Linked DNA regions of Anser cygnoides: region 2 is linked to region 1. Evidence: chromatin contacts called from public Hi-C data. All regions are on one chromosome and are shown on one strand. Each heading gives the region's core, a stretch centred on a gene start, on an enhancer-like site or on the middle of the called end of the contact. The rest is flanking DNA. Distances are from core to core; before and after follow the strand shown. Region 1 holds the start of PLA2G10 (phospholipase A2 group X). Region 2 overlaps PARN (poly(A)-specific ribonuclease).

The links. Hi-C and Micro-C count contacts between places; a contact is called where the count stands out from the background.
Region 2: a Hi-C map of liver shows a contact between it and region 1, with 6 times the contacts expected there. The contact joins the enhancer-like site here to the promoter of PLA2G10 in region 1. A contact is called at or near these places in 3 of 7 Hi-C or Micro-C datasets (fetal liver and liver).

Annotation. Positions count from the first base shown.
Region 1 is chr15:18,002,281-18,008,864 of Taihu_goose_T2T_genome, forward strand. PLA2G10 (phospholipase A2 group X) reads left to right here and starts at 4,325. Exons shown (of 8, transcript XM_066977981.1): 1 at 4,325-4,865. ZC3H7A (zinc finger CCCH-type containing 7A) reads right to left here and starts at 5,696. Exons shown (of 23, transcript XM_048052257.2): 1 at 5,566-5,696.
Region 2 is chr15:18,193,103-18,199,019 of Taihu_goose_T2T_genome, forward strand. All of the region lies in intron 25 of PARN (poly(A)-specific ribonuclease), which reads left to right. Among named protein-coding and RNA genes, the nearest start is that of TRNAT-CGU, 6.7 kb to the right of the region's middle. Within about 2 kb of position 4,074, at least 1 of the 3 cell types and tissues checked has open chromatin away from gene starts, as enhancers often do. A contact at or near this core is called in liver, where this site is marked.

The DNA.
Region 1 (6,584 bases), core at 3,075-5,574:
AGAGCCCCAAAAGCAACACGCTCTCTGCCAGCACCCGCTTCTCCTGAAAACCTCTCTCCAATTTCTATTTAGCACTGCTTTTCTGCTTATTTACTCAAGATGACACAGCCATGCTAGCGAAACCAAACCAAACTGCATGCACAGCTCGCGTGCACTGCTGCTGAACTGAGCTGATGGGGAATGTTTCCACCTTGTGCCCCTTAATAGCTTTACACTTCTTTTATTTGTTGAAGTAGAAATAAACTCAAGAGACCGGTATATTTATTAATAAAACCCAAGCTGGTCAGAAAACTACTATCATGTCTAATTCCAGAGTCTCTCATTGCCAGCCAAGCACCAAGGCGTACTCAGAAACAACACAAGCGGGCGCCAGCGGCCAACAACTGCCGGTCTGCTGAAACCTGCACTGGCAGCACAGAGCTCCGGCTTCATCTCAAAAGCCAAACTGGGTCAATTCCACATTGTCAACTTCACATTTCAATCCCAGTCAATTAGTCTGAGTCACTGATTTTTTTCCCATGTCTTTCATTCAATGCATTTACAACTATTCAAGTTAAACAGGCTAAAATGGTTGGTATAACCTCAAGATAAGGCTACTTGGAGTACGGTTTCATGGTTGCATATGGTTGTGCCTAATTGCGATGTAAAAATACAATTTATTTATTTTAAACAAAAAGATCATCAGGAGCAGGTTTTATTCTGAAAATCCTAGAATTCTGAAAAAAAACTTTTTAGCTTGAAAAAAAAGCTAATTTGCTTAACAAAAACGTGTAACGTAGGAATTTATAGTAAAAAATACCAAACTATAAATACCAAGCTACATGCAGTACGCTTCTGTTAGTCTTGAAACTAAGTTAAAACCACCAAAAAATGTATTTTGCATTGGGTTACCATTTCACATGTTGGGTTACCAATTCACATCAATGATGAAAGAATGAAAACAAAAGTAAAATAAAAAGCAAAACATCCCCCAGCTAACTCAACCAATTCCCAACTGAGACCAGCAAACTGCCGATAAGACACCCCACTTTGCCTGACTGATCTGGAATAATAACACTTACTAACATTTCTCAAGGATTTTAAACAAACATATGAGAGCTCTCAAGAGTCTGTCCTATGACAACACATACCTAAAACCACCATCAAAAAAAAAAAAAAAAAAGGATTTTCTTAAGGTCACTGAGCAAATTAACGGAAGCACTCCAAGGGCCCCATTTCACCCAGCTTCCCACTGCGACCTCTACCACCAGCAAACTAAAATTCATAAATAAAAAGTCAGTCTCTACAGATCACTAGCAGCTACAACAGTTCACGGACATGAACTGTTCAGATATTGCTTGTTTTGATATATAAATAACACTCAGTAATCTACTCCCAAGAGAGGAAATAACCATCAACGCTTTTTGTAACTGTTTTTCACGTTATTTTATGCATCCTTTTTTCTTCAGCAGGTTATTAATACATACTGCTTCTGGCATATATACAAAGGATGTTTATTATGAGAGAAACGTTTTACTGGCTAACAATAGCATATCTATTAAGAAATCTAAATATAAATGCCAAAAGGAAATTTATTGGCCATTTGAATACTTTATTTACTCACTCATGGTTTAGCACTGAGAATTCAAACAAGGCTAACAAGACTCAGACACCCTCACGCTAACCGAACAAGCAGCAGTATCAGCATATACTTATCCACAAAAATAAGGAAGCTAAATAAAGCATTTTTTCTCCCTGAATTAACAACTGATAAGGTTGTTAGTAAGGTTGTGTCACTTTGTCAACACAAGTCTCTTGTGTATATTAAGATCCGGGCAAGCATAAGATCAGCTTTGCTCTACTAATTCTAAGCAACCTCAACACTCCACCAACTTGCAAAGTGGTGAAGTCTAGCGTAGTAACAACTGTATTTATTTATCGCCTCTAGCAAAAATATTAAAGAATAACTCACATATTGATGCTGGAGGATGTGCAGATCCAATTTCTCCGTAACATTAAAATTAATGGAACTGTTACAAATTTGCATCACAGATAAAAGAATGCCAGCAAGTGACGAACATATGCAAGCAGCATAATTTATTATTCAAAGGAGTTTTCTGTTCTTTCCGCCTAACTCATTTGTATCCGTAAGACATTCAGGTAAAAATTATCCTTCTGTAGTATACTTGGGCAGTCACTTTATCCCAATATTTGATTTTGCAGCGGATTTAAAATTGTCTCACATAACACCTCCAACAGCATCTCACCCATCCGAATTATTCTTAGATCCTCTTGTGCAGCCAGAAACACATCAGCCTCAGTTATACACAAAGCAAATAATGGTGCCTTGACTTACAGTCATCCATCCACTTTCAAAGTACAGAAAAATCACCTGTTTAGTAACAACTCTTCTCCTTCATCTGAAGGGACAGAACTTAAATATGCATATGTACATGTATTTTTGAAAGTTAAAATGCTGCCCTGTTGCTTGTAACTACTATTAGAAAAACACAACCCATACAGTGGCTTTACGCTGTGTACAAGTCACTGACAGAGACAAGCTACAGGAGAGAAGTGGCGTGGGATGTTAAAAAAAAACCAAACAAACACTAATGTACTGCTAATTAAGATTATAGGCAGAACCGAGTGTAGCACTGAATGTCGTATTTCTACAACTGCTGCTAGTGACCAATCCAAGCTCCATTTACTAAACCTAGGACAAAAAAAAAACAAGCCTGCCTAAACCCAAACAAGAACAATTGTCACTGTTCCATCTTTATCGCAGGCTTCACCTCAATTGCATTCCACAGAGGCAAAGTAACAGAAAATACTGTGCCGGCAGCCAATGTCACCTTTTCGGACAGACACCAGCCCAGTTACACAAACAGGAGATATGGAGGAAAACACGTTTGTGCCAGCTCCGGCAGACAGGAAAACCAACATGTCTCTCTTGTACAAAGCCACTCACACCTCTTACTGGTTCTTTGCTTTCCTTCCAGCAGGACAATTTTCTTGTTTTCTAAACTTTGCCACTTCTGCAGCATTCAGGTAAGTTTTAAAGGACAGTCTCAACATACAGGATGTGCCTGGGCTAATTCTTCAGGCACTGAGGATTTGAACACAATCAATGCTAGATCATCTTGTACAGTAAAATTGATCTTTGAAAGCAAATTAATCAATTCATACGGAACGCAGAAAATTCAGTGTTTCTACAGAAGGAAGGCAGGCGCTGGGCATTGCAAAAGGGAAGGTCACAGTGCCTAACCACGGGGCCCAGCCTTTGCTAAATCTCAAGTCCAATAATCACCACCAGTTAAGGTCCAACACGGTGCTTTACAAAGATTCTAATTACAAGAGATTGAACAGAAGCAGCAAAGCCCATGAGCAGACGTTATGAAGAACAGAATGACTGCACTGGAGACAAACCCAGGGAACCGGCGGCCAGCCTGCCGTGCCTGGGAGTTCCCCCAGCTGGGAGCTCGGTTCCAAAGGGCAGTGAGCTGGGCAGGATCGAGCCTCCCTCCTACTGCATCCAGCTGTGCAGACAACTCATTGACAGGCGAACAGGGAACAGAGCTTTCCCTCTGTTCCTAATGCCCAAGATTATTTGGGGACCAGAACTACTACGCAGGGTGTCAGTGGCCTTCAGCTGACCAAATGATTGTTACAGTTCCTACATGTGCACGTATGTTGGTGTTGTTTTTTTTAATAGATGTGGGGTTTTTCGTTTTGTTTTGTTTTTTAAGATAATGGAAGCATATCCTCTTGCCATGCATGACTGAGTTCACTATTAATGCAATTACTGGGTTACAAGAATCTTAAATTAGATGTTTCCACAGTACAAAGCACACTGAAAATTTAATCGTGATTGCTGCTGATCTATCTGTACTGGACTCAGCAGTTCAGCTGAATTATAAACCTTGACAGGGTGCAGGTCTAATGAAAATCACACTGAGCCGAGGCCCCCTTTTGTATTATAGCATCCACTTTCTCTCCCTTTATATGTCACAGGCAGGAGAGAAGTTTAAAAAGGCAACAGACTCGAAAAATTAACTCGGCCAAAAATGAATCCATCATCTACACCTTCATATGTTAAAGCTTTATTCAGCAATCAGAAGTTGTCAAGCCACAAGTCTGGTTGTAAAACTAAAACGTGAACAGCTCACCACTGTTCGCATATAGGAAAACCGTACTCCTAAAGAACAAAGTTGTATTCTGGGCCCAAGGGTAAAAGGAATCCTGCAAAGGGGACAGGGAAGACTGAAGCAGAAAAGGGCGTGCAAGTAATTGACTGAAAGGCAGCCAGTACAGATCCCTTCCTCCCATGAGGAGTTGAAGCCTGTTTCTGCCACAACCCCTGGCACCTCTGAGCAGGGCAATGAGCACAGCGTGTTTGGGTGCTGGGATCCAAACAGAGCTGCAAATGCACAACTCCACAGCCGGGGGCACATACCGTACCCTACCTGCTTCCCAGCGAGACAGAGGCAAAACCACCTCGGCAGGGGCCAGGCTGGACATCGGGCACCTGCCCCAGGGGGATGAACCCGGCCCAACACAGGCTGCTCGAAGCCACCCCGTCGCTCATCCCGCCGCCCGGCTGTTTAACCGGCTCACTGCAGATCACCACAAAGCGCAGCCCCTTCCCGAGAGCCTGAACCGCTCAGCGCGCTCGGGTTGGCACCCCGGTGAGGAAGGGGAAGCCGCGAGCTTGACACAAAGCGCTTTCAGAAGGATCTTCCTGGGGCAGCGCAGGCACAGAAGAGCTCGGCGCCTCGGCCACGCACCGCCGGGCGCTGCCCCGGGCAGCTCAGGGTAACGGGCAGAGGAAGGAGGGGGAGCAGCGCAGAACAGGCAGCTTTTGTTACTTCTGGGCCCCCGCTCCGCAGGTACCAGCGCCACGCGGCCAGCTCCCCCGGTGGAGGCACCCCTGACACGCGGCTCAGCCTCGGGCTCGCTTTCTTCCCGCAGGAGCAGCCCCAGCCCCACGGCACCGCCCCCGTAACGCGAACGGAGCGGAGCGCGCCGCAGGCTGCCCCCGGGCTCGCCCCACGTTACTCCCGCGGGTACCTCCCCGCAGCCCCACACCCGGTACCCCCGCGGCACCGCCCGCCCGCCGTGCCCGCCGCGCCTTCCCGAGCCGCCGGAGCCCCGCGGGCGAACAAAGGAGCGGCGTAACGCCGCCTCACTCCCCCGGCGGCCGGACAGCGGGCCGGGGCCGCGCGTTACGCTCCGCGCACGAATCGCGCCGAGCACCGGACCCAGCCCGGGACCGGGGCAGCCGCAGCCCCTCCACAGGCCGGGACGCGCGGGCACCGGGCCCAGCCCCACCGAGCGGCCGAGCCCCACGGGGCTGCCCCTGCCCCTGCCCCTGCCCCTGCCCCTACCCCTACCCCTACCCCTACCCCTACCCCTACCCCCCCCCCGCCGCCTGCCCGCGCCCCGCTACCCCCGCGGGCCTAGCGCCCCCCGCTCCCCACACGGGCGCACCAGCCCGAGCGTCCCCCCGCCGCCTTTGTTACCCGCGGACAAGGAGCCGCGCAGCCGGGCCCAGCCCGTGCCGTCCCCCCCCCCCCCACCCTACCCTACCTGTGGCTGCCCGCGGCCCCCACGGCGGCGACAACGGTGGCTCCACCTCCCCCGGCCCGGCCCGGCCCCGCCGCCCGCGCAAGCGCCCCCTGCCGCCCGGAGGCCGCCGATTGGCCGCAGCGCCCAGCGCCGCCCGCTCCCCCATTGGCTCGCCGCCCTTGTTTGGGAAACCCACCCTCCTGATTGGTGGCGGCGCGGGGGGGGGGCTTTGGCGCTGATTGGCTGGGTGCTGGGAAGCCCCGCCTCTTTTTTTCCGCCGCGCGCAGCTCGCCCCGCCGCGCTGCCGCCAGGGCCTGCCGGGGGGGGGCGGTGCCTTTAAGGCCTTCGGTCGGCTATCGCGGAAGTAGCGTGACGTACAGCGTGACGTAGCAGCCTACCGGCGGTGCCTCACGGGAGTGCTGGCCGACGGCGACGTCACCCCCCCGCTGCGGCCCGGGGGGCGCTGGGCGCTTCCTCTGCGCATGCTCGGGTGGGGGCGCCTGAGGGAGCTGAGCTCTGGGGGATCCTTGAGGGGACGGCGGCCTGAGGGAGCGGCCCGTGTTTATGGAAACTTTTTTTATTTCTTTTTTGCCGAATAATAAAATCCGAGTGAACCGAGCCGTTGCGTTGTCGTTCCTCGCGAGTGCTCACCGCTTCCACCTTGGGACCTGACGGGGGGCCGGGGCTCCGCGTGCGTGTCCCAGTACCGGGAGGCTGTGGGGCCCCTCGCCGGGGCGTCCCCGCTGACGCCGGGTGCCGAAGGGCGCACCGGTGCCGGCAGGTATCCGTGCGGTAGAGCCCTGCAGAGCAAAACGTCCCGGGCCTTCCCCTAGTGCACGGGGCGGTGGTGCCTCAGGCGCAGTCAGGCCCCTGGCAGATGCCCTCGGCTCGGCAGCGTCAATCAGCTCTGCTCTAATTACTGCCGGGAGGCTGAGCATAAATTGCTGAGCGTTGCTTTGAGGCCTTTCTAAGCCGCGGTAGCTGAATCGCCTCCGGATAACCTGGCTGATGTGAGCTTGTGATTCAAGGTTAACCTGATG
Region 2 (5,917 bases), core at 2,824-5,323, 190 kb after region 1:
AATGGATTCCTGTAGCATAACATACAAAATATAATATTGTTGAAAAAAACAATGATCAATTCCTCATATATTACTCAATATGTTGTTCTTTGTAACGCATTTGCTCTTTGTTTGCTCTAGTTTCAGTGCAGCAAACGAACCCTGTTTTTTCTTCAGGTTCCAGAAATTTTATTGTGATCTTGATTGTTTTTTGTTGTTGTTGTTGATGCAGCTCCAGCGATTTCAGCAGAGATACTACTGACTTCCACCAGCACCCCGGCACCTCCTGCCAGAGGTGTGTGCAGCTTGTGTGATTTGAGACAGGCCTTTTGTTACAAAAGAAAGCTTTTATGCAAACAGCAGCAACAGCAAAGCAAAAATCTAGATTCATCTGACTTCAAGTTTTCAACAATATCAATATATAAGAATAGAAATACTCCTTTGGTAAAATTACTGCATTCCATTATTTTTACTGACCCTTGTGGGCCAATGCTGGAACATCCTGAAAGGCTTTTTCTTACCCTTTCCAAAAAAAACATTTGTATGTGTCTTGTAGATGACAGAACACATTTTATTTGTCTTACTTGTTTTATTTTAATTCTCCTGATCTACAAAACAAAAGAAAAACTATTACTTTCAAACGCTGATGTCCAGCTCCTGTGTTATGTCACTTCATATAGAAAGGCCATAAATCCACTAAAAGGATTTGGACTGTCTGACCGAAGCTGAGCTACTTAAAATAGCAAAAGTGCATCAATATTACATTACACTGGGGAATTGCAGCCTCTCCCATTAACAGCTAAATTAAAATATTACAGCAGTATTAACAGAAAAGCTGGAAATAGCTTTACTTAAAGTTATCAATGTGTGTCTGCAATGTAAAAAATCCACAACCTGAGTTGGCACCTATGCGTTCACAGGTCATCCACATAAACATCACCCTTGCTCTGAAGCCTTAAAAGCAGAAACTATTTGGGTGTTGTGACAACAGGCAAAGAAAGCTGAATCTTTGTTTCTTTTTTCCATGTTTGTACCTTAACAAATTCCCTAATATTGACAGAGACAAGCATATGACATTGCAATGAGGTCTGTGTAATTATTAACTGATCAGCACTGTGGACAGGGCGAGTGTTTAAATTCATTAAAGTCACTAATTTCACCAGGAGGTTTGTATCGTCAAGCTGCATGGTCTGAAGTGTCTTTATGCCTGTAATATAACCACTTTTCTACTACTTCTTCCACTACAGGTGAAGCTTCCAAGTCATAGCAATATTTTTTTTTCCTTCCTAACCTGCTAAATATGATTTTTAAGGCAAATAAGGAAGACTTTGGGGATGACACCTTTGAAAGATATGTTTTCAATATGTGTTCACATTGATTTTCTGTGTGGCACCAGGCACAGCACTGCTGATGTGCAATGTTATAATTGGGAGGGAAGAACAAGGCACAATGTAAGAATCACACCTCAGACATCTGCATTCTTGCCCTGGAAAAACTCTGGATAACTTCACGGGAAGGGACAGTTGATCTTGTAGCCTTTAGTAAGGCAAAATTTTAAGTTGTTGCAGGTCATGAGTTTCCAACCTCAGGGTCATTACCACCCTCTCCTTTTCCATGGCTATGTCAGAGAGGGGGTCACAAAATTTTTGTTGCAACACGAGGTCAGGAAATGTCAAAGGCTGAGGCCCTGCTTTCAGAAAACTCAGACCACAGAGCAATCCCCAAAACCATGCCAGCAGGTTCTGATGGAGATCTTGATCTCACTGCTTTTGGTAAAATGTGTCCACTGATTTCAAAAGCAAACAGATCAGGCCACTAGATAATCCTCTGCTGATTCAGTATTTATAAGCTGTTTTATAAGCTTTTTTTTTTTTTTTTTAAGTTTGCTTTAAAATACTGAAAAGTCATTCTAAAACTGTAGATTTAAAATTATTTTAAACAGAAAACATAGCTAGCAGGGCTTTCAATTTTATAAATGAGGAATGCAATACATAATTGGAGTTGATCTTTCAAAATATTTTTTCAATAATTCATGAGTTTTTATCTTGAAGAAAATTAATTTTGACTCCAAACATACTATTTTTTTTAATCTTCTATAAATTTCTTTTTTATTTTTTTTTTCCATTTCAAATAAACTGATCCCAGGCATCAATTATTAATGCTCTGGGTGCACAGTGCACTCCAGGAGTCACAGCTCTGAGGCCATCCTGCAAGCAAACTTTGTGGGAAAACCCAGCGTGATGGAAAGAGATCACACTCTTACAGCCTAAGTGTGTAGGGGATCAGTCACTATTTTGTCCAATCATCATTAATATTTGGCTAACACACATAAGGTGAATATACATTAAAAGCTTGAGAGATATGTGTGGCATCCATCTGAGCAGAAAACAGTCCATTTTACCACACAGGAGACAGAAACAGGAGCTCTTTCTGTAGCCTTAGTAATGGGAAAGAATGTAACTAAAAATTTTGGATGAGAAAGGCCTTCAGAACTATAACCACATTCTTAAACAGTGCTCAGTAGTCATTTAAATAGTTAATTCCATGTCTATATTAATTGTGCTCAACTGAATACCTGTGAATTTTATGTATCATCAATAAAGAATCAAAGAGAACCTATCTGAAAGGATTTCCAAACGCAGCTGGTTAACAGGGTGTACAGCACCTCTTACTGAAGGTAGCTGCACAAAATTACATGTTCCAATTTAAGAGCTTTAAAGAAAAAGCTCACAAGCAGCAGAGCAGAGTATTCTCAGAAGACTAGCAAAGAGGCCATAGGAGTCAAACCAGTCCAAATCTGACAGCTTGTAGTACTGGATATATCTGTAATGTATTCACAAACTAAGTATTATTTTTAAAAAATGATATTTCTACAGTTAAATTTGTAGCTCAATTGATTCCTGAAAACTTAACCTTCTCATAAATGCTGCTTTTGAGCTGCATTATTTCATGCAGAATAGTGGCTAAAAGGCGTGTTAGCAGCACAATTCTGACCTAAGCTCTCCCAAGGTAGATTTCAGCTTTAAACAAGTGAGTAATTTGTTGCACTGAGGTTTTGGTATGTCCTATTTCATATGTATAGTGATTATATAGCTATAAATTGTAAAAGGCCAGAATTCCATAGAAAAATACTGATAATTCAGCACAATATCCATTTGCCTGAGTACACAGATCCTGCACACAGTCATGTGAGCTATCACATGCCAACAACTTCTTTTTTAGCAGAGCACTGCTGTGGAACTCAGCTGAATTTCCAGGCCTTTTTGAAGTAACAGAATCGATTCAGTTTGAGTAGATCAGCACTAAATAAGAATCTGACCGCAAGCATAATGTGAGTACCATGTGTAGATATTCATGTGTCACGTAAGCAGGTGATTAGCTAGTATAAAATGTCAAAGCTATGACAGGCACATTTACACCAGCCGAGAGGATGCCCCTGTTTGTGCTTGCTCTGTATATGAGCCATTATACTCTCTCACACAATATCACTTAGCATGTGTTTTATTCTGTCTTAAATATATGTACGTTATATTTGGAGCCTCAAGAAAGTTCAGCTTACCTATAAATGGTAAACATCTATTGGAATCCCATAAAAATAAAACTACATCATTTAGAAGTAAATACTATGCTGAGATTGTTCAGGCTATCGATAACAAAAAATAAATAGTAGCGTGGAATTGAACAGCTTTACCAAGCTCAGACTTACTCATAAAAATATATTGCACAACTCCTCTCAGCACAGCAATTAGTAATCTTTACATTGATTTATAGATACAGACCATGCACATGTAGACAGGTGGGCACACAAGTAAAAAACAAACAAAAACAAAAATGAAAACAAAACAAAACAAAAAGTCAGTTGAAGAGAGAGAGACATCAGAACTGCAACCTTTTGTGAGCAAAAGACCCGAGGAGGGGACTGACAGCATGCATGTTCCTAAGGGCTGTATGTTGGTTTCAAGGTTTAAGCTGCCTCTCTTTCCTAGAAAAGTCTTATTTTTTCTCCCAATATACTTATGTCAAATAACCACCCTTTGAAACATAACTTTTTCTTTGCCTTTGCTGTGTTTTTAAGGAAAAAAAAAAAGTTTTTACAGGCTACAACAACAGTTAGAAAACTATTTCTGTTTAACTTTGGGGAATGCTAGTATTTTCTATCTGCTTCTTACTGCTGATGACACCAGTAAAGTTAGGATATTGCTACTTATTTAAAGTGTGCAGTAGCGAGTAGCTTTCTGAGCACAGCCGTAGTTTAGTGCTAAGGTTAGTGTCCTCTGTAAGAGCCATAATGCACTGGTTTCTTTTGCAGAACAAAGTGACCACCAAAAGCGGGACTTTGTGGGCCAGTTGGATAAAACATAAGCTCATCTCGCCCCCAAAACCCCGACTCTGGAACCACAACCTTCTGAGATTCAATTTGTAAGCAAAGTATCTTTGTAAGATATGCCCAATCGACTGAGGGGATCAGCGCTTACAAAGGAGCTGATTTTTGGACTGATAAAAGAGGACGTTGTAGCCAAGTCATGGTATACACTCCTTCAACTAACTGGACAGCAGGAGTTGCTAGCAGTTATTATTTGCTGTTATTCCCATTTTATGATTTGTTTGTTTAGCTAAGCAGCACCTTCTGCAAGTGGCTATAAAATGACGCAGAACTCACCCAGAGTAATGTAGGGACTTATTAGCCCCAGCACTCAAAGTATCTATTAAGATCTTTTCAAAGTATCAACTCGTTTGTCTGTTCCTCCATATTTTAAAGTAAAGCTGAAACATTATAGAGATGTGTGACATTATTATATCTTTGCTATCTGTGTAGCACACTACGGTACTTTCACTTTACCCAAAACGGGTCGCTTCCTACTGACAATGCAGCTTAGAGTATTCAGCTGGGTGCCCAAATCTGACTATCCCCAGCTTTAAGAACTTTTTTTTTTTTTTTTTAAGAAGAAAAGCAGAGATCTGCAGCCAAAAGGAACACACTGCTAAATCCTTCCTTTACATTCCCTACCGAACTTCTAAATAAACCCGAGTTTTACTCATTATAGACCCACTTGGAGACCTGAGGCAGGTAAATGCTGTCAGTCACGTCAAAAGAAACCAATCGCCGCGCTTGAACAACAACAAAAAAAACACTATTACATTTGTGCTGCTTTCGGTAATCCGGAGGAACGCCGTCCGTCCCTGCCGACCCTGCGTGCTCGGAGACACCTCCTGAGGGAACGAGGCAGCGCTGGCGGGCGGGAGAGGGAACGGGAGGAGAAGGAGAAGAATGAGGAGGAGGAGGAGGAGAAGGAGCAGCCCGGCTTGGTCCCGGCCGCGCTCCCGCCGCTGCCCTGAGGCGGGGCCGCGCCGCGCGGGCTGCAGCCTCCCCTCAGGCGGGGCACGGGGCCGCCGGCACCTGTAGCTGCGGCGGGCCCCGGCGGCCCCCCGGCGGCCCGGGGCAGGTGGGCTGCAGCCCCCAGCGGCCGCCCAGGTGGCGGGGAGCGGCCCCAAGCCGGCGGCAGGGCGCGGCCCCGGCGGCTCGGCCCCACTTGAGGGCTGAGGGGAGAGCGGGGCCCCGCGGGAGGAGCGCGCAGCTTACCGCGGGTCCCGGGGGAGCGGGCGGCCCCGGCCCCGGCCCGGCGGGGTGCCGGGCTCGGCAGGGAGGCAGCAGCCCTTCGGTCGGCGGCCGGCTCCTTCCGTTGGCAAAATCCTGACTCATTACATAAAAAAGATCGCCTCTGCCAGGCGCCCAGAAACATTTCTTCATCACGGTCACGCCACGAGCTAAACAAGAGGCCACAGCGAGGGGAGGGGGAGAAGCAGACGGGAAAAAAAATAATAAAAAAATCCAGAAGGTGGGGATTTGGGGGGGGATTTTTTTTTTTTCCCCCTAAGCGCTTCTTCCTTCTAAAAAAGAAGAAAAGTGTAGGGGAAAAAAAAAAAGGCAGACCAAAGG